Regions from separate parts of the Mus musculus genome. Here region 1 is linked to region 2. Evidence: chromatin contacts called from public Hi-C data. All regions are on one chromosome and are shown on one strand. The core of a region is the stretch at or near the end of the contact, and the rest is flanking DNA. Distances in the headings are between cores, read along the strand shown. Region 1 holds the start of Sox8 (SRY (sex determining region Y)-box 8). Region 2 holds the start of Tekt4 (tektin 4).

Evidence for each region. A called contact is a pair of places that touch in the nucleus more often than the background predicts.
Region 1: a contact with region 2 is called in a Hi-C map of stem cell-derived neural stem cells, with 1.7 times the contacts expected there. The contact joins the promoter of Sox8 here to the promoter of Tekt4 in region 2. A contact is called at or near these places in 6 of 39 promoter capture datasets (3T3-L1-derived adipocytes, cranial neural crest, embryonic stem cells and 3 more), 12 of 484 Hi-C or Micro-C datasets (the HL-1 cell line, the N1E-115 cell line, brain and 8 more), 8 of 115 datasets of contacts at active chromatin or transcription factors (astrocytes, embryonic stem cells, neural progenitor cells and 2 more) and 1 of 9 other capture datasets (adipose tissue).

What each region holds. Positions count from the first base shown.
Region 1 is chr17:25,568,727-25,575,324 of GRCm38.p6, reverse strand. It overlaps Sox8 (SRY (sex determining region Y)-box 8), which reads left to right and starts at 4,639. Exons shown (of 3, transcript NM_011447.3): 1 at 4,639-5,215; 2 at 6,265-6,497. The coding sequence starts at 4,803. Cerox1 (cytoplasmic endogenous regulator of oxidative phosphorylation 1) reads right to left here and starts at 4,514. Exons shown (of 2, transcript NR_045176.1): 1 at 4,224-4,514; 2 at 282-1,339.
Region 2 is chr17:25,468,431-25,474,961 of GRCm38.p6, reverse strand. It overlaps Tekt4 (tektin 4), which reads right to left and starts at 3,372. Exons shown (of 6, transcript NM_027951.1): 1 at 2,707-3,372; 2 at 1,156-1,226; 3 at 703-846; 4 at 100-322. The coding sequence starts at 3,240.

The DNA.
Region 1 (6,598 bases), core at 3,390-5,889, 99 kb before region 2:
AGCAGCTGTGACTTCAAGGTCGAATGGAAGTAAGATGTCTGGGGTAGGGCCTTGTAGCAGAATACGGCTGTGAGCTGTGTTCTGAACTGATAGAATTCTTGGAAAGTCCCATCCTAGAGATCAGAGCCCAGAGGCCTATGGATTGGACTCTGCCCACAGAGCCAGACTGTCACTAGGTCGGCCACCAACTGTCCCACCAATGCAGCATACAACTCCAAACGACTGTATATGGCCTGGGGGGATCTAACTGAAACCTCCCTCACCACATTCAAGGGAATAAATGCAGGACAGACACAAGAAAGCCATTTATTGATGTGTTTAATTTGCCCTGGACACTTATAGGTATCTGGTACAGTAAATCATGGCAGAAAAGGTTTGGGCTATGGGGCTATTTGTTACATTTTTATTCTAAGTCACCCTTTGCTTTTCAGCGTAAGCTGGAAACAAAGTTCTGGTTAGTAAAGTTGTAACTGCAGACACCAGGGATGGGATCTGAAAGGTGGAGCCTGGGAAGATGAACACAGAAATCAGGTGGCCCAACAGTGAGTCCCCATCAGCATCTGCTCCGGGACATTATGTCTCACTTCCGAGGGGATCAACAGCCGTAGGATCCTGGCATGGAGCAGGTAATGGGGAAAGCCAGGATCAGTGTGGTGCAGAGTTCCCCAGACAAATCCAGGCATAGGGCTAGAGACCCAGGTGTCTAGTGTCAGAACGAGCCTTTCCCCGTCCACCGTAGCCCATGCTGACACGATCACCGGACTTCCCCATCCCAGTGACAGATGCTGGTACCTTTGCTGAAGGCTGCATGGAGTAGGTTTCCACCCAGAGAAAGCCGCTTACGATCCCCTAGGAGCCTACTGAGGATGGCTCTGACTTCAAAAACACCAACTGTCGAATGCCAAGGAGGAAGTACCAAGACCCACTGTATACTGTTGGAAGTCAGCTCCACCCAGGGCCCTGATAGGGTGAAGGATGGGGCCCAGCTTGAAGTTCAGGAACCCAGGAGCTCCAGAGGCATGGGACAAAGCAGTAGAAACGATAGCTGTTCCCAACACATCTTGGGCTCCGCACACACCTGTCACACGGCAGAGGCTGTGTTGGACTCCAGTGCTTGGGTTAAATAGAGCCCCTTTCCAGAATCCTTTCAGACTGAGAACAGCTAAGTAGCCGGTCCCACCCTGCTGTTACCAGTCTCTTCCAAAGCGGTGCCTCCCGAGGGGTGTCAAACACCAAAGTTGCTGCTGGGCTGGATGGAGCATGACCACACACACAACACTGGAGCCAGCGGCATGCAGGGCTACAGATGTGGTGCTGCAGAAAAACTGCTCCTGTAGGTCTGAGGGATGGAGCACGAAGCAGCAGTGAGGGGTGGATAGCGACACCCTATCGATGACAATTCTATTGAGGGACTAGCTCTGATCCCAACTGCAGCTTCCACTGCAGACAATTCTAACAGTATCCCTGAGACCTCCAGATTACCACGGGGGTGGGAGGCAGTGTGCTTGGCCCAATGCCCCAAGCATGTTACTGGGAGGCCAGCCTTCTGGGATTGACAAGTAGACTTTAAAAGCGCCAACTGTCCAATCCCTAGGAGGACCCATGGCCTCTTGGAACCCAGTGGTCAGGGCAGCAGTCTACAGGAGCTCTGCTCTGAGTTCACCCTTCACCACCTCCACATTTGTCTCTTTTAGGCCCGCAATTAAAAATCTCCACGGCTATGCAGGGATGCCCTGCCAACTGCCTGACATACAGCTCTGGATGCAGGGGAAGAGGGAGAAGCAGGCCAAGGCTGAGGGCACACAAGCCAACCTCAGGTTCACAGGCCCACTCCATTACTTTTCCCAGGCTCCAAGACTGGTCCAGGAATGGGCACCTGAACAGAGTTCAGGCAATGATATCTTCACTCTAGAACTGCAAAGCCCACGTGACGATGGGGAAGCCCAGGCGTAGGGAAAAGTCATTTAGACCTGGGTAAAACTAGCAGCAGCCAAGGAGGCAGGTGGGGGCAGGAAGAAAAAAGAGAGAGAAGGAGGAACTGGTCCACACCTGGACAAGGTCCGATGTCCCACAAGGTAAAACAGAGAGGCAGTTTCAATAGCTTCCACTCACGTTTTTAAAGATCTGTAGATTCCTGTGTTATTAAATACCCTGCGCTGTCCGGGACTTCAGGGCCTTTTGCATATGATGCTGCCTACAGGGACTATTGTTTTCTCCTTTTATAGTAGCAGCAGGCTTCAGATCACAGCTAAACCATCACATCCTTCTAAAAGTCTCCTACCCTACTGGGTGCATCTTGAGAAAGGACTAGCTCTTTCCCTGCCCTCAATACTAGGAACTCCAGGTCTGAGACCATGAAGCAGTGTCCTGATGATTTGGTCCTAGGAGGCCCTGACATGATGCTGTATTTGATCAGTCCTAGAGAAGATATGAGCCCACCCTGAATAACGTTCTTTCTAGCAGCTACAGCTCAGGGTCTCTCTGGTGGCTGAGGATGTGAACCAATTGGCTTGAAAGGAGTCTAAAGACCTGGAGGGTGTACTGGTCTTTTAAGATGATCCAACAATGAGCCTGGCATGGGCTTGGAGCACTAACTGTGTGCCCACAGATTGTACTGGGCTCAATTCTGAGCACAGAGCCTGGAAGAGCTCAGGGCACCCCTTGCGTGTCAGTGCTTGTACAGAGCGGAGCTGGATGAGCTCCTGACAACCCATAGTGGTCTATACCTGTATAACAAGGGCTGACTACACCAGGGTCCGCCAGGGCCCTGTCCGGGGGTGCTGGGTGGGGAGGGGGTCACAACAGCCCAAGTGACAGGAAGATACAAACTGTAGGTAGAGCCACCTCCTTTCTTCCATCGTCCGAGCAGTCTGGGGATCAGACGTGAGTATATCCACAATGGGTGAGGACCAGGAAGAGCTGCCCAGAGAACCTGGAATGCCCAATACAAACTCAGGTTTGTGCTTTCTTAGAAACGTGGAGGTCTCTGTTAAGGCCTGCTGGTCTGACAGCATGGGTCCATGGAGGCTCAGAGGGTTGGGACCTGAGACCTTAGGGGTCAGGTCCTGAGAGGATGTAGGCCTGGTCTCCGTTCTCAACTCTGCCGCTAAGCCTTCTTTTGCTGGGATGGATGGTGCACTAGCTAGCAGGGTTCTTTATGCCTCTAAGACAGCTTCTTTCCAAGAGGTGGGACCCTGAGTGGAGGGATCCCCAAGGGAAAGGATTGCCACTGCAGATGTGCAGGGAAGGGCCTTTCTTGGCAGGTAATGGTTAAAATATGGAGAGAGTTCAGCAGGCAATGGCAGCTAGCTCTCCATCGACACAACACACACACACACACACACACACACACACACACACAGTGAGAGAGAGAGAGAGAGACAGACAGAGAGGGAAGAGGGAGGGAGACAGAGAGGAGAGAGAGAGAGAGAGAGAGAGAGAGAGAGAGAGAGAGAGAGAGAGAGAACTAGAATAGAATAAGGTCACCATTAAGGTAGTTTCTCTTCCTTAGCCGTCCCCTCAGCAGGAAGCAGGGACTTGGACCTTCTCCCTCTGTCCAGAGCTGTAGATGCCCTAAGGCCACACTGCACAGGACTGGCCTTTTCCAGGTCTGCAGGGAAAGTCTGATTGGAGGCTGGGATCCCAGACCTGAAGGTTAGGGCACCACTCACGGCTTGGGTGGAGATGGAGATTATTAGAGACCACAGTTCTTCCCTGCAGCCGCCTCCACGGGCTTGGGAAACAGGTGGCTTCCTTTAGGGTTACCGAGCTCTCGAGAGCCACAGCTCTATGCCACCCAGACAAGCTTAGGGTGGCAGGTACATCGCCTCCTTTGAGTTTGGCGAGAGACTCCTAGCTGCACTTGGAGACCTCCGGGCTGGGAGGCAAGTCGCGGGGGCGACCTCGGGCGCGGTTCGGAGTCAGGCTTGGCTCTCGCCTCGGGAGAAACGTCCCCTCTCCGACCCTGAGCACTCTCCGCCTTCTCTCTAGGCGCTGAGGAGAAGCGGCCCAGCGTGGTTTCCGCCTCCGCCAGACCACCCAGGCCCGCCCGCCAGGGCCTCCGCGCCCCCACCACAGGTCATACCCGGAAGGACCCGAGCCCCCGCGTCCGGCCCCTCCATCCGCCTGACCGCCCTCAGGGACTCAGCAGTCACTGCCAGAGCAGCCCCGCCCAGCGCCCCCGCCCTCCCACCTCTGTCTAGCCCCGGGGTCCTCCAGCTCACCTAGGTGCGGGAGTTACCAGGGTCACCTGGTGGCTCTTGTCATTGCGCCACCCTGCGGGCAGAACCCGGGTTTGGTTGCAATAGCGGATTCGAGCCCCACATTGGAGGGAGGGATGTTGGACTCAGGAACCTTGTGGATTAGCATCCTTGCCTGCCGCCCGAAAGTCAAGCCGTGCTGCTGAGATCCATGCACTGGGCAGTCAGTCACCCTTAGCCCTCTGACCCCGCCTCAGCCGAGGGATCAGGCTGCGGGGCGCCTGGCCCACGTGGTACGGAGGGTGGAGCGGGGTCGCAAGGCTTCTTTGGATTCGGGGCGGGGCATACAAGCTCCGCCTGGGGAGGACCTGCCAACCCGGACCGGGAGGGGCGGGGTTTCGACCACGGCTTAAAGAAACTTGTTGCGGGTCCCAGAACTGAGACTGAGCTACTGCGGCGGAGGAGCTGCTGCTGGGCCCCTGCGGTGAGGACAAAGATTGGGTCCTGCGTGGCAACCTTGGATTCTAGAGTGTCCTTCCACAGAGTGACCGGGCGCGACCCCTGCGTCCATCCCCACTGAGTGCCCCTCCGCGCGTGGCCCCGATGCTGGACATGAGTGAGGCCCGCGCCCAGCCTCCCTGCAGCCCGTCTGGCACCGCTAGCTCCATGTCACACGTGGAGGATTCGGACTCCGACGCGCCACCGTCGCCCGCGGGATCAGAGGGCCTGGGCCGCGCGGGGGGCGGCGGCCGAGGGGATACTGCTGAGGCAGCAGACGAACGCTTCCCAGCCTGCATCCGTGATGCCGTGTCGCAGGTGCTTAAGGGTTATGACTGGAGTCTGGTGCCTATGCCTGTGCGCGGCGGCGGTGGCGGCACGCTCAAGGCCAAGCCACACGTGAAGCGGCCCATGAATGCCTTCATGGTGTGGGCACAGGCGGCGCGCCGCAAGCTGGCGGACCAGTACCCGCATCTCCATAACGCAGAGCTCAGCAAGACCCTAGGCAAGCTGTGGCGGTGAGTGTGGGGACTCTTGACACTCAGGCTGAGGAAAGGAGTGACTTCGTGCCCCAGCTTGGGCTGTGCTCCTGGGCTGGTTCCAGGGTGGGTCTGGTCAACAGAGACACCAGGTGTGGGACTTTGGAGATGGACGGAGGCCAGTGCCTGGAGTGTGACCCTCCAGTCCTTTCTCCTCTCCTGGGATATCCTGCTGAGAACTGCAGAACTGGGGATCCTAGCATCGAGTGGCCACCACGGCCTGTAGGCATATTGGGTAGGCATCAAGCTGCTTTGTCCTGGGCAGAAGCTGGGACTCCGGGGTCCATGAGGAGTCCAAGTCCTCTGGCAGGTACTGCTCCCAGGCCACAGGAACCTGGAATTGGGGAAGGAAAGAGCAGGTGAAAGTGACAGGCTCAATGAGCACTTTGGCCTGAGAAAGGCAGGCATTATTGAAGACAGCTGCACAGTCCCACCTCCCAAGCTGCCTCTATTCGAGTTTGAAACAGTGTGTAGTAGTGATACTGGGCTGAGCAGGACAGCCAGGTTGTCTTGCCCTCTCAGCTTGGCCGGCAAGTTGAGGTTCAAGGTCGAGAGATTCTCAGGGTGTGTGTGTGTGTGCTCTGAGGACAATCTCCCGGAGTTTCTCCATCACTCCTGGCAACTTGGGATGGCTGGTTTCCAGAAAGCCTTCCTTGCCTTTGTCGAAGTATAGTTTTCACTGGGTCCTGTTGTCTTTCTTGAGAGAGATTGGTGGTGGTGGTGGTAGCGGCGGCGGTGGTAGCAGTGGTGGGTGACTGGATGAGCAAATAGTGCTGGAAAGGGGGACTTCGGGAAAGATGGAGAATTGGGGTCTTGGTCCTTAGACCACACTGTTGGGCTCTGCCCCACTGGTGTCGGAGTTCTCAGCAGGAGGGCAGGTTACCCCTTGGAGGGTATCCTGAGCTCTCCAGCACCCTATCCTGTGCTCCAACTGTCTGACTGCAGGCAGCAGTGTTTGCTGGCGCTGCCTAGGTCCTTGGCAAGTCTGGAGCTCCGTGGGCATCCTCGCTCTACTGTGTTTTCTGTAGCTTGCTGAGTGAAAGCGAGAAGAGGCCGTTTGTGGAGGAGGCCGAGAGGCTCCGTGTGCAGCACAAGAAAGACCACCCAGATTACAAATACCAGCCAAGGCGAAGGAAGAGTGTGAAGACTGGCCGGAGCGACTCAGACTCTGGTACTGAACTGGGCCACCACCCTGGTGGTCCCATGTACAAAGCTGATGCAGTGCTCGGCGAGGCACACCATCACAGTGACCACCACACAGGTGGGCTCCAGGACCCTTAGCATGGGGGACGGGCAATAGCAGGACTGATCTGGAGTGTGGGTAGGTCTTCCCTCCATGGTTGGCAGTCTGAGGAGGGCTGG
Region 2 (6,531 bases), core at 2,123-4,622:
AGGTGTATCCTAAGCATGGGATGGGCTCGCTGGTAGGCGTGTCCTGATGTGCTCAAACAAGTGGGCGTGTCCAAAGGCGGGCGAGCCCTGCGCTCCCACCTTTCGAAGGTGGTACTGCAGCTTCTGGAGTGAGTCGTCCAGCTCTTGGCAGCGGCTTGAGAAAGCCGAGTTCACTGCATCGCACTGTAGCCGCAGGTCCTCGGCCGTATCCCGCAAGATGCAGTCAATTAACTTCCGCAGGTTAACCGAGGCTAGCCGCTCGCGCTCGGCTCGAAGCAGGTTGTCGTGATTGAACTTGGCCCACGTCTCGGGCGTGGAAGCACTGAGGGTGGAAGTTGCGGCCTGGTCAGGGTGTAGTCACACAGAGACTCCCGCACTGTCAGCGATCCCCAGTGTACCCCGGATTCCTCCCTCACACCGATATACCGAGGTTCTCCCATGCCTCTAGAGATCCTTTGCTTGCCCTCTACTGGTCACGAGCAGAAACGCTTTCCAGGCCACCCACAGGGCACTAGCCCTGTGTGAATTGTGGGTGCCAGGCACTTGAGTAAGGGGCTTTCCAGTTAGTCCACCCCAACAGCAGACAGAGGTTCCCCAGGAGAGCTGGGCCAGGTTCTCGTGGGGGCAGGAGTCCTTCCTCAGATTTTGGAAGTAGAGCGGAGAGTGGCAGGGACAAACGGGTTACAGAGCCTAGAATCCTACCTCTCCTCGAACTTGCTGGAATGCGGATAGAACTGCACCTGGGTGCTCTCATTGGTGTAGCGGGAGCAGGTATCGTCAATGTTGTAGACTTCCACTTTGTCCGACCAGTTCATCTCACACGACTCCTTATGCTCCCTGTTCAGCCTGGAGGGCATGAGGGGGGGGGGCGGGGTTTAGGGCTCACTGTGTGCCAGGGAGCCCTGGGAAGCAGGCCCCATTTCAGCTCCAGTTTGTGCTCAGACAGCCTTCCATGGCCAGCAGTGCCCAGGTTCCAGAGCAAAAGTGGAGATGGTTGTATTCGCTGAGCAGAGCCTGCATTCCACTAGCTAAGATTTGGAAGCCTTCTGACCTCTCAGCCACAGTGTCAGGTCCCTACCTGTCCTGCCTCCACCTCAGACCAGCCTTGGGGACAGAGTCCAGCCCTCGGGTCCCTCAGGGGCTGCTGTGACCCACCGTATCTGGTCCACGGCTTGTCCTATCGTCCTCTTCAGGAGTTCCTGGATGTTCCTGATCAGCTCGGTTTCCTGGAAATGAGACCGGTCCTCTCTGAGCAACCCTGCTCAGAGACTCGGGGACTCAGCAGGAGCCAAGGTATGGACCTCACCAGCATTGACTTTTTGCCTTAATCTCTGTCCCCCCTCCACCCCCAGAAAAAGGTTCAGCCCTTGTGTGCGACGTTCACTCCGGGTAGTGTTAGCATGTTGCAAGTGAGTGTCTCCTCTAAAGGGTATCTTTTTGCTGTTGGGTCACCTAAGACAGCTGTCCAGACTCTGGGATCATCCCCAAAACTCCCACAGTTTCCTGAGGAGCATACCAGCCTTATATCGAGCTCTATACTGCCTCTGAGGAACTCAAGCCCACGGGACATCAGATGCCCTCTGTCTGCCCACTTCCCACCAAGAATAGGTAGGAAACTCTAAGTTTCCTTTAACCCCAACATTTTCTGGGTGCCAGGATTATCTTGTGCTCAAACCCACCTGGGCCATGATCTCCAGTGTCCAGTGTCCTCGGTCCCTCTCCCATCTCTGCACCCACTGGCCGAAGTGGGCAAGGCCTAGGGGTAGGACAGGAGTTCTCTGGGGCCCCAGCCTGGCGGTTTATTCCCCAGCTCCATCATTCATCCTTGCCCATGGGCCTGAGGCTACCACAGGAGGCGCCAGCTCTGAGGAATTCCCAGTTGTGTGGCACCCAGGCTGAGTGGCCCCATAATCACACAAGACTCCCCAAAGCAAGCTGCGCTGGGGTTTGAGGGAAAGGTACCCGATGAAGGGAGGGGGACGTGGCAGGGTTTGTTTTCGGTTCAGTTTGGGTTTTGGTGTTTGTTTAAGAGTCTCATATGTAGTCCAGGCTGGCCTGGAGCTCGTGTTCCTTCCTCAGTTTCCCTGACACTGGGATTATAGTGTATACTAGGAGAACATTGAAGCTCAGGCTCTGGGGTTCTGGGGCTCTGGGGAGAGAGAGCAGATGCCATGGGCATCCACAAGCCCTCCATACATGCAACACTGGCTGGCCCGGCTTTCTACCCTGAACACCAATAGCACTGCAAGGGGCATGCATGGTGGTACGGGGGAGCCTTTGGCTTAGCCAAAAACAAAACAACCTCAGCCAGAAGAATGTGGCGCACGCCTTTAATCCCAGCACTTGGGAGGCAGAGGCAGGTAAATCTCCTAGTTTGAGGCCAGCTTTGGTCTACAGAGTGAGTTCCAGGACAGACAGAGATACACTGAGAAATCCTGTCTTGGAAAACAGACAAACAAAAAAGCCCAAAGCCCACCACCACCGACAACAAAAATCCCCTCAGAGTCAGACTGAACGTCTTTGAAATCTTATGGGCTGGAAGGAATCCCACAAGAGAGAAAGTTACTTGGATGTGGTAGAAATTCCGCTATCTGAAGGATCAGGAGTCCTGCATAGGCACAGTGCTGTGTGAACCCTAAGGCCCTGTGTTATCTCTATGAGAGCCAGAGCCTGCCTCCCACGCTGAGCCCGAGCCACTGGTTGCACCTTCAGTAGCTCCACCTCCACATAGTCCCGGACAAGGTCTGGGTGCTGGCGGCGTTCTCTGCACTGCAGGTTGTCAGTAGCAATGGAGTAAGGCACGGAGGTGGCATCCAAGGCGCGCTGTAGCCGCAGCTTCTGGGCCATCATCAGGTCCGTCTCGGAAGACAGCTCGTCTATCTCTCGCTGCAGCTCTGACTTCCAGCAATGCATGTCCTCCAGGCGCTCTCCCACCTTTCTTGTGGAGTCAAGTTGTGTGCGCTGGGCCAGTGCCCCAGTCTCGGCTACCAGCTGCCCGCTCTCATGCCGCTGCCGCTCAGAGTAGTCCCGGTCTGCGAAGGCCTGGTGGTAGCGGGCATAAGAGTTCTGAAACCACTCGTCCCTCAGGTATTTGGCTGTGCGGAAGCCAGCGGTGGCCAGACCCGAGGACGTGTAGGCGCCAGTATTGCAGGCCACTTCATATTCTTTGCGCGGAAGCTCACAGACATCTATTGACTGTGGGGCCGGCTCCTTGGTCAGGAGCACGCCCGTTTGGGCCATGGTACCCACTGCCTGGCTAAGCAGGAAGGGAGGCGGAATGAAGAGAGGGTCACTGGGCAATTGTCCAGGCACGATCAATGGAGCAGTACTGGTCACTCTGTCCCAAGCAAGGTTCCTGGTTGCCTAAGGAACATTGTATACACCAACTGCCTCCTGTTGCTGAGCAACAGGGTCACTCAAGGGGGAGGAGCAGAACTGCCCTCTTAAAGGGCCAAGCAGTGTCTGGGAACATAGCTGGGTAAAAGGTAAAAATGTTTGCCTCGCAAGAACATGAGTTTGTTTCCCAGGACACAGGTGGGGGCAGGGGGGGATGGGTGTGGTGGCATATGCTTGCAATCCCTGCACTGGGACGGCAGAAACGGTTAATCTGTGGTGTTCACAGGCCAACCAGCCCAACTGTATTTGACGAGTGAAAGACCTTGTTGAAAATAAGGTTGGCCAGGCATAGTGGCAAATACTTCTAATGCCAGCACTCAGGAGGCAGAGACAAGTGGAGCTCTCTGATTTCAAGGATAGCACGGTCTACGTAGTGAGTTCCAGCTTGGTCTGGGCTATATAGCAGGACCCCCATCTCAAACAAAACCCCCAATAACAACAAAAACAGACAAAACCCCAAAATGGATGGTGCTTGAGAAATGTCCCCTAAGGTTTCCAATGCACACAAATACTCATATGCCCATGTGCGTGCGCATGCACAAGCTCTCTCTCTCTCTCTCTTTCACACACACACACACACAGACACACACACACACACACAGGCAATCCCCAACTCTCAACTCTTCACCACACTGTGATCCGAGCCACAGAGGCTCAGGACTTGTTCCCTGGGACCCTTGGGCTCCAGGGCTGGGGTAGTGAAGGGCCTTGGGGTCCAGGGCTGGGGTAGTGAAGGGCCTTGGGGTCCAGGGCTGGGGTATGAAGGGTCTTGAGGTCCAGGGCTGGGGTAGTGAAGGCTCCAAGGTCCCTGACACCCCTGCCCTCCTCCCTGGCTCCTTGGCTCCTTTTCTGAGATGTTCTTCCATGATCTGGTCCTGAGTGTGGGCTTTGCCCTGCTGGAGGAGGACGGAGGAGGTTCTGCCTACTTAACGACCCCTTTGGGTGATCTGTGGGAGGTGGGGGCCATGGAAATGTGAGCAGGTTCCTCAGCCTGAGAAGTGCCTCTCATCCTCAACATTACCCTAAGCCACCCTAGGACTCCACAACTTGGCCCATTGCGCATGTGGTCTGAACCCCGCATGCAGGCCCAGAGGACCAAACATCCACCCTACCTCAGCCTCCAGGACTCACTTTGGGACCTGAACCCATGAGAGTATCCACAGCCACCCTGACCCCATCTATTCCCAGGGCCACTGTGTAAGGGCCAGCCCCTCTTCTTCTTCCTGTATCCCATAGCTGGACTTAGATCAGAGCCTCCTGGGGATTTGGGTCAGTGTTCTGAAGGGGGTTCACCCACTGAATGTATCTGGAGTCACGTATCCTGATCTGCTCAAAAAGGGGAGGCACTTTCTGTCTGGGCAGTTGTTCCCAGGACACTAGTTAGATAGGAAATCCTGCCATCCAACCTGGGCATTAAGAAACCCTAGTCGATAGCCAGTGTGACCAAGAGAGGGCGACATTGACTGCAGAATGTGCCAGCCACCTATTCCTAGTTCCTGACCATTCTGTGGTCTTCCTCCCTCCCCTCCCACCTGGTCTTCCCCAGAGGCTCCTCACATACTAGGTCCTCTCTGAAAGAAATCCACACCCTTAGCCAGCACAGGGTCTACTGCCACAGCCCCTCAGCCTCTCCTCTCCCCACTGTCCTATCCCGTTTCCCGCCTCGAGAACCTCAGGCTCTCTCTGCTCAGTGCACAGGCTTGGTTTCACCCACACACCTCTGTCCAGGCTGTGCATTCCTCCCCGCCCCCCCCCCGCCCCGACCCTGTGCTGACTCCCTAGCAGTTAGCCCCTCACTCACTTCACACTCCATGTCAATCCTCTGGCAGGAGCCCCTGGCATTCCCACCAGTAGATGCTTTATACATGTGTAATTTGTGGGCAGAAGCCTTGAGAATTCATAACCAGATGGAGCAAGAGCTGCCACTGTTCCTCAAGAGCTAGAAGCCAAGAACCTTTGGGGGCCAGTGTGGGCCTCCCTCTGTCTCCTCTGTGCCTCAGTTTTCCCACATGGTAGTAGGTACAGAGCTACCCAGAGCACACCACAGTTTCTCCTTAGATTCATTCCTGACATGTGGAGCCAGGGACTGCAAAGGAAGAGAACTAGCCTGGGCCCAGTGACTCTACCTGATCTTCACCTGCAGTATTCAAGTACTGGGCACTGCAGGTAGCTGATGCTCCCATGGAACCCCCAGGCTAATGAGGAAGGCCAGGTCTCAATGTAGGTTCCCCTATGTCAAGATAGACTCCAAGGTAGAGCTTTGACCTTAGTCCCCAGCTTGAGGGGCCAAGACTCGCCAGACACCTTCAGGGATGTGTTGAGCCTTTGTCCCTATCATCCACGGCCTCTAGTCTGACCCTTGGTCCAAAGAAAGAGGCATTTGTGCTCTGAAGGTGACAGGGTGCAGTCCCTCCCAGCCTCTCTCCGCCCAACCCTTTCAGAGAGGAACACCAATCATTGCTGCTGAGGCCATCACAACTATACTCAAAGCTGGGGCTAAGTGGGAAACAGTCAGGTAAAGCCACAGTGAGCACAGACTGAATGGGATGTGTGGGCAGAATGGTGGTGCACTACAGGACTGTATGGAGTGGGGTGGGGTCCTCTCTCATGTTGCCCTTCTTCCTACATTGCAGTTACAGTGGGAAAATTGAGTCGGGGCGGGGGGGAAGGGCTTGTGAAAGTTCCCACATCACAGCTGCAGCATGATGGGGCTAGAAGTGCTAGCTCCATGGACTCTGCCTGTGTCCCCAAGAACCAGACCCCACCACACTGGACAGCCCTGCAGGATGCCTGGGAAACAGAGGGGCATCAGGACTGACCAAGAGTACAGCTGTCCCCTGCACAGATTTTTTTTTTTACAAACTCTAGACATCACAAGTGGGACGGACATGGGCAAAAGGGTCCCTTTCTTTTGAGTCTAGCCAGCAGCTCCCCAAGGCCAGAGGAGATTCCCTAGCGCTAGCCCCAATCGGCAAGGTTCTAAATGGGAGGGAAGCCATGCAGTCTCATAGACTCTACCCAGAACAGGCACAGCCTGCAGGCCCCAGGCTGAGACGGGCCCAAGGTCACGCTGACAGGACAGGGCCAACAAAGGAGAGACTGCCATCTGGCCACCTCCTATCCTGCGTGAAGTGA